Regions from separate parts of the Sus scrofa genome. Here region 1 is linked to region 2. Evidence: chromatin contacts called from public Hi-C data. All regions are on one chromosome and are shown on one strand. The core of a region is the stretch at or near the end of the contact, and the rest is flanking DNA. Distances in the headings are between cores, read along the strand shown. Region 1 overlaps SLC9A3 (sodium/hydrogen exchanger 3). Region 2 holds the start of LOC110257285.

Evidence for each region. A called contact is a pair of places that touch in the nucleus more often than the background predicts.
Region 1: a Hi-C map of retroperitoneal adipose tissue shows a contact between it and region 2, with 1.9 times the contacts expected there. The contact joins the enhancer-like site here to the promoter of LOC110257285 in region 2. A contact is called at or near these places in 5 of 47 Hi-C or Micro-C datasets (embryonic fibroblasts, epiblast stem cells, heart right ventricle and 2 more) and 1 of 2 datasets of contacts at active chromatin or transcription factors (alveolar macrophages).

Annotation. Positions count from the first base shown.
Region 1 is chr16:79,699,904-79,703,554 of Sscrofa11.1, forward strand. SLC9A3 (sodium/hydrogen exchanger 3) reads left to right here. Exons shown (of 16, transcript XM_021077062.1): 15 at 1-71; 16 at 352-3,651. The coding sequence ends at 599. Among named protein-coding and RNA genes, the nearest start is that of EXOC3, 29 kb to the right of the region's middle. Within about 2 kb of position 1,403, at least 46 of the 83 cell types and tissues checked have an H3K27ac peak or open chromatin away from gene starts, as enhancers often do. A contact at or near this core is called in alveolar macrophages, embryonic fibroblasts, retroperitoneal adipose tissue and 1 more, where this site is marked.
Region 2 is chr16:79,500,071-79,503,786 of Sscrofa11.1, forward strand. LOC110257285 reads left to right here and starts at 1,440. Exons shown (of 13, transcript XM_021076900.1): 1 at 1,440-2,935; 2 at 3,262-3,363. The coding sequence starts at 2,862.

The DNA of each region.
Region 1 (3,651 bases), core at 153-2,652, 200 kb after region 2:
CGAGGACATGAGCGGGGGGATCGAGTTCCTGGCAAACATCACACAGGACACAGCGACAGACTCCCCCTCCGGTGAGGGCCAGCCCTTTGCTCTCCCCTAGAACCCACCCCTGGTGAGAGGACCCCGTGGTCGAGCGCTGGGGCCACAGGGCGGCACAGGTGTGGGTGGCAGACCAGGGTCTCTGCTCTGAGAGGAGGGCCTGAACCCCCAAGGAATGTGACCCTGACCTTCCAGGTGACCTTCCAGGTGGCTGCGGCCGCAGGATGCGCTGGCGTCTGACGCCGGGGGGCGCTCCCCTCTGCCTTTCTGGGCGAGCCTGGGAAGCTGACGAGCCGCTGCCCTTTCTCCTAGGAATTGACAACCCCGTGTTTTCCCCCGACGAGGACCCCAGCATCCTCAGCCGGGCACCGCCCTGGCTGTCTCCCGGGGAGGCAGTGGTGCCCTCCCAGAGGGCCCGAGTGCAGATCCCCCACTCTCCCGGCAACTTCCACCGCCTGGCGCCCTTCCGCCTCAGCTGCAAGTCCGTGGACTCCTTCGTGCTGGCCGATGGCTCCGAGGAGCAGCCCCGCGCCGCCCCGGCCGAGTCCACACACATGTAACTGGCCCTGCCCTCCCCTGCCGGCTAACAGCTGCTCTCTCCCCAGCTCCTCTGCCCAGCCGCCCGCGCCCGCTCCGGCCGGACCTGCTCCCTCTCTCTCTGCAGCAGCGGCTCTGCCTTCTGCTACTCTGTTCTCACAAGCCTCTGGTTCCAGCTCCATTTTTCTTAAGATTCGTCTGAGTTCCCGCTTCTCCAGCCGAGTTGGGGGTGGGGCGGGGTGGGATCAGTGCTGTTGGAGAACTTGACCGCTTTAGGTTTTGCGGGTTAGGAGACTGTGAGCTCAGAGGGCAAGGGGAAGGGGAAGACGTTTTTCTCCCTAAAGGCCCGGAGGTCCGGAAAGCCCGCGTGACAGATGGGAGTGCGGGAGACCCTCAAGCGGAGAGCAGGACAGGGGCAGGGTTCAGGACGGGGTCCCCGCGGGCCGGCCCGTGGCAGCTAAGCCCGGCTCAGGAAGGTTCCAGTGAGCCTGTCCTCGGCCCGCGCAGGGCTCCCGGGGCACCAGGCGCCTCTGCAGCTCGTCTTCCTCCCGCGGCTTCACCTCCAGGCTTGGCACGCGCCCCGGCCCTGGGGTGCGGTCCTCGGTCCCACCTGGGCTGGAGGCGGGGGCACCCGATGCCCCGTGCTCACACCGGCTTCTCCTGCAGGTGACACGGGGTCGGACGCACCGCTGACCGGACGCTCGTCCCCACACGAGGGACAGCCCGCCGCCGAGATGCCCCCGCGCGTGCGCGCCCCGAGCCCGGCCCCGCCCAGTCCGGCCCCGCCCAGCCCCGAGAAGGCCCCGCCCACCTCCCGAAGCGCCGCGCCCGCTGCGCCGCCGGACCCCGAACCGGGGGCGGGGCCTGCGCCTGGGGTGGGACCAGAGCGCCGCGGGCTGCCGGCTGCGCACGCGCGGTCGGCAGCGGCGCGCCGCGTGCACAGCCGGCGCTCGTTCCAGAGGCCCCGCGCGCGCCGCCGCCCCGCGTTGCTAAAGCTCGCTTCGCTGCAGCCTTCGTGCCACACGCCTCCTCACGCCCTGGAGCAGGAAGAGACGCCGCTGTGACGTCCGCCCACTCGGGGTCTGCATACATGATCTCGCCCCTGAGGATGTCCCCCATAGCCGCGCCCCCCAGGGGTCTCCCCCGCCCCACATTACGGAGGGCTCCCCAGGGTCTGCACTCCCGGGCTTCTGCACCCTCCACCACGGCTGCCCAGCCGGGCGTTGGCACCCACGACCTCGCGCCCCCCGAGGATGCTGCCCCCCAGGGGTCTCCACCCCCCACAACACACCCATGTTCACCTGGGGTCGTGCCCTCCATGCCTCCTTCCCAAGGGGGTCTTCCCATAGCCTCAGTTAGCCCTGGGCACTCACCAGTTAGGTGCTGGATGGACAGGAGCTGGACTCCCAGGGGACGAATGTGCTGCAGGACCTGACCCTTGGAATTCCTTGGGGTCCCTGCAGAGAGGCCCCTGTGGGTCACGAGCCTCCTCCACCTTCTGGGAGGCCCAGGCAGGTGCCCTTGCCAGGAGACTCCTGTGCCCTCTGTCCATCTGTTCTGGATTTAAACTGGGCACTTGTGTGTTACTGTTTCCACTGTCACTCCTGACCCAGGGACAGTCTGTGCTTGAGTTCTTGCCACCCCGTATCCATTCTCATCAGCACTGCTGGGGAAACTGAGAACCACACAAGCTGAGCTTTGCCCACTGTTATGCCAACCCAAGATCCTAGGCCTAGACTGGCCTCTCTCAAAGCCCCCTGGGAGGATGAGAGCCCAACTCCAGGATAGGATGTGGGATGTCCTCATGTCCACTCACCAGGTCTCAGAACCACCTGTCACCTTGTGGACCACGGGCACAGCTGCAGAAGCATCCTGTGTTTGCTTATCCTTGCTGTGTTGAGACTCCCAGAGCTCAGTGCTCATCCTGCACACCCCCCCACCCCAGTGTGGTCTCTGGGCACAGGGGCTGAACGTCCCCAAACAGCTGGTCTCTGGCCTGAGCTTGTCCCACCTAATGCTGGCAGATGGCCCAGGCTGGGTAGAAGTGGCACTGGCTGCATGGGCCTGCCCACGAGGCCCCAGCAGACAAGTGAGGCTTCTGCTCAGCAGTCTTGTTTGGAATCACACTGGGTCCTTGGATGGACCCTGGCCAGATGGTGGCTCAGGCGTCCTCACACCAGGGACGCCGAAGGGACTTGGACCACCTCCCCACCCCACCCCAGCCCCAGGGCCCCATGGATGGGGCCTTGGACAGAGCCCCCAGGCCTCTGGAGGGCAGGGCAGGGCACCTGTGCAGTGAGGCGGGAGGGGCCTCACCTGGCCTCTCTGCTCCTCGGACGCAGGGTTTGAGGCAGTAAAGGAGTAAAGGACAGTGGACACCTGGAAGCTTTTCTGAAGAAGCCAGGCTCCAGCCTGCTCAGGGAGCTGTCCGCGCTGCCCTCTGCCTTGTTCCCGGGGCGAGGCCTCAAAGCCGTCGTCACCAGGGTCTCGAGCAGTGTGCAGCCCTTCGACAGAGCAGTGATTCCCAGGGCGAGGCTACACTTCGCTGTTGAAGAACAAGTGACCCAACAGGGAAGGTCCTTGGGGCCCTGGTTCACCCAGAGTTAGCTCTGTAGCTGAAGTTCGGACCTGCTCACAACCCGAACCACTGGCTTAGCCGTCACGGGCACAAGAGCGACCCGCAGTTTGCCGTACTTGTTCCCACACTCACAGCCACTTGGACCAACACTGTGAGCACAAAATCCAGCCATCACCTGCCCAGCAGACCTGGCGGAAGGCACAAGCTCCGTCTACTCCCTGCAGGAGGGGTTGATCCAGAACAGACTGGGTCCTGCAGTGTCCATAGCCCAGCCGGTCTGGCATCTCCAGCTGCCTTAACAAGCCTCCTGGACCCTATTCAGCTGCAGGGCCGGAGGCGAGCCCTGGGAAAGCGCTCCGGGCACTTCCCAGATGCCCACTAGACCTCAGGCTGATGAAGCTCTCCTGGGCCAGTTCTGTGGCCGGTGTCTTCTGCGGCGGGTGACCTGTGCCACTGAGCACAGCCACCGTTGGGGCAAGTTCCAGGGGAGACCTTTC
Region 2 (3,716 bases), core at 190-2,689:
GGTTGGGTGGAGAGCGCCCGGGTTTGCGGAGTGAGGGAGGCGGCAGGACCAGGAAGGACCAAGTCTGTGCGAGCCTCCCTGCCTGTCCCAAGTGGAGAGAGCAGGAGTGTGGCCCGGGCTGTGCAGAGCTCAGACTGTCTTGGGGACCTGCCTGTCGCCCCAACCCCAGGGGCATCCCTCAGGCGCTACACAGCTGCACGTGGGCGCTCTGCTCTGGCCGCTGGGGGGCGCCAGCGTCATTCAGTGCCTGCAGGGATCCAGGAGCGGGAGGTGCCTGCAGCCCAGGCCCAGGGAAGGGCAGGGGCCAAGGTCAGGGCTGAGGACCAGGGTCACCAGGTCACCGCGCAGGAGTCTGGCCGCCCTCCGCTGGCTGGAGGGTCTGGATCCCGCGTTGGGTCTGAGCACGAGGAACTTGGCAGCGGCAGGGGCTGGGGGGGGCGGGGCAGCTCGGGGGGCGGGGCAGCGGGGGCGGGGCTTGCCCCTGGCCGCCTGCCGCAGGACGACCGACCCGAGGCAGCAGTGACAGGCGTGGCGAGGGCTGGCGCCAGCGCTGTTTGTTTACCGAACAAAGATAGTTGCTAGGGGACCTCGGCATGTCCTGCTTTGTAGTGGAAGTGAGACCAGGAACCCCGTTCTTTTTATTATTAACTTGAACCTAAGACTCTCCTAAGATAGAATTACATCGAAAGTGAAAGCCAGCAGCCCGAGGATGGGACACCCATCCTGGGGCACTTTCTATTCTGGGGGCTCAATGGCGGCCACAGAATGCGTGACCAATGGCAGGAACGGCCAGCTCGTCTTAAGCAAATGCAGCCGCTGTTGCCCGCAGTGGCCAGGGTGACCTGGCCAGTCCTCCATGCGTGCCAGCAGGCATGCTCATGCGTGTGCCCGTAGCGGACACTTTATGTCTAAGGGGCCGGGCGGCTTTGTCCACTGGGTCCAGGTGGAAGGCTGCCCTGAGGTCCTGGGGTCCCAGATGCCAGGCCTGGGAACACCTGCCAGGGACACCTGCAGGTTCGGACAGCCCAGGAACTCAGTCGAGGCGCCACAGGGCTGGCCTCTCAGGCTCTGGTCGAGTGCTCAGGTGCCCCCGCTGTGAGACGGGAGTCGCTAGTGGGCTGCTGTCCCCACTTTCTCCCTGGCGGTGGCCTTGGGGGGAGCTGAGGGTGGACGCAGGGACAGAGCACTCAGCTCCAGCCTCCCATCTGGCCCGCTGGCCCTGCCCACAGTGTGTGATGAGAACCATCCCGCTGAGCTCCACAGAGGAGGGGCGGCACCTGGGCTGCAGTGCCACCTCCTGTCACATCTGTCCCCTGCTGCCATCGCCGGCCTCCTGCGCAGGACTCACTCCCGTTGCCCCGGTAACCACACAAACAGTGCTGTGCATCCGGCCATGCCTCAGGCTTCAGGAAGTGGGTGTAGGGACCAGCGTACTGGAATGTGCTGGTGTCACCAGCTGTGACAGTGTAGGCTGGCCACTGACCACGGGAGCATGGCTCATCTGTTAACAGCAGGGGCGGCCTGCAGGGGCCTGCGGTGGCAGGAAGGGCCTCAGCATCGCCACGTCTTCACCTGGCCCTCTCTGCCGAGTCCCGTCCCCTCTGTAGGTGCCCGGGCCTGGCTGGTCCCCAGCAGCCATCTCCCTGTTCTTCTGGCTTTGCGCCCGCCCTCCCCTGGCCCAGCCCTCTGAGCCCCAGCTCACTCTTGCCTTCACGGCGGTCTCTGCCCCCCAGCCTCTGATACCTACACGCCCTCGCCCAGCACCCAGGGCCCTGGGCCTGCACCCGAGGCCAGAGGACAAGGAAGGGCCGAGCAGTGTTGGCCAAACCAGCCCCCACCGAGCCTTGTTGAGCGCCATGGAAGCTTCCTCTGGGCCCTTATCCAGGCTGGACCACGCCTGCAAGCGCAAGCCCCAGAGGGTGGGGCGGGCAGACCCCGGACCCTGACAGCAGTGCAGCCTGGGAGGCCTCACTGCCCAGAGCCCGCACCGCCCTGGGCCTCTGCGGAGTCACAGCAGAGCCTGTGAACCGCGGCTTCGCCAGGACACCCGCGGGCAGCAGTAGGAGGCACACCCCCGCCACGCCCAGGCCGCTCTCACAGGAGCCGGGCCTGTAAGCCCTGAACCTTCCTGGCTCAGAACCGTCCTGGGAAGCAGGGCAGGGCTCCTGGGGAGGCCAGGCCCGTGCTTCCGCCCCTTCTGTTTGGTTTCCATGGGGATGGTGTGTTGGTCCCTGGAGAGGAGGCTGGAGGATCTGCGGGCTCGATTTTACCCTGGGAGTCCTGGAGGGGGTGGGAGCCTGGGGTGTCTTTCCCTGGGGGAGGGGAGAGACAGAGCAGACAGAGACAGAGACAGAGAGGGAGAGACCCAAAGGGAAACAGAGAGACAGAGAGACCTACTGGGCTGGCCCCGGCTTCCTGGCCTGTGTTTGAGCCCTCCCCCCCTTTCCTTGGTGACCCGACCTGTGTGCTGGGCGCTGCCCCCCGCCCTGACGACCCCCACGACCGCCTCCAGGGCCGGGCTTGGTGCCCACAGGTGCAAGCGCATCTGTCCCTCTGGGTCACAGGGCGCAGCCTCCAGTCCTGGAGGGCGAAGGACTCGGGCAGCCTCTGCGGGAGGCGGGTACGGGAGGGGCTGACCAGCTCCCTGCCGCCCACCAGGCGTGGGCTCCTGCGGCCGCCCGGTGGCCCAGGGCATCTTGGGGCGAGCGCCCCGCACCGTGCGGAGCGGGCCGAGTTGCTCCTTGACGAGCCCCCTCCAGGTCACCGGTAGCATCTTTCTCTTCCACCTCGTGGTCCACATCATCGCAGTTTCCATCAATCCGGCCGAGAAAAGCGTGCATCAGAAGAACTATTTGGAGCCTATGCCTGTGTTTGACAGGTCCAAACACGCTCATGTCATCCAGGACCTGTATTGCCATCTGTGTGAGACCAATGTGTGAGTGCCAGGGGCGGGGCCCCGAGGCCCGGAGGTGCTGGCCGCGGGGGGACCAGGCAGTGGACTGGCACCGCCCCCTTGAGAGAAGCGAGGCCCGACTCAGGCCATCTGATGGCCGGGCTGCTGGCTCGGAGGCGTCCGTGGGGGACGGGGAGGGAGGGATCTGACTCTGGCCTCCAGGCCTCAGCCCTGGCACCACTGGCAGGCGCACCTGTGCTGGTTGCCCCCCAACCCCGTGTCTCCTCTGCAGGCAGACGGGGCCTCTGACAGGTCCCCCTCCCCCCACCCCGCACAGACCGCTCACAGGGCGCCCCCCTTCCTTCCAGAGATCCCAAGACCAAGCATTGCAGTGCCTGTAACAAGTGTGTTTTGGGCTTCGACCACCACTGCAAATGGCTCAACAACTGCGTGGGGAGAAAGAACTACCGGTGAGGCCCGCTTGGCTCAGTGGGGAGGGCCCGGGATGGGCAGGCCTGCCTCCTCACGCGGGCTCGGTCCCTCCTGCACCTGGACGCGCCTCGGGAAGGTGCCGCCTCACTGGCTGGTCACCTTGAGGTCTGCCTGCCCTCGGGGCCAGGCGAGGGGTGTGACCCTGCCCGTGTCGGGGACCCAGAGGGCCGGGCTCCAGCACAGCCCCGGCTCGGCAGGGTCTTTCCGGCGGGAGAGGGGGCGTCTCTGGAGCCCCCCCTCCTCTGGGCAGGTCAGGAGGGGCGGATGCCTGGCACGCAGCAGGGGTTGGCCTGGTGGGGCCTCCAGAGGGCCAGGAGGGCCTCGGGGCCGC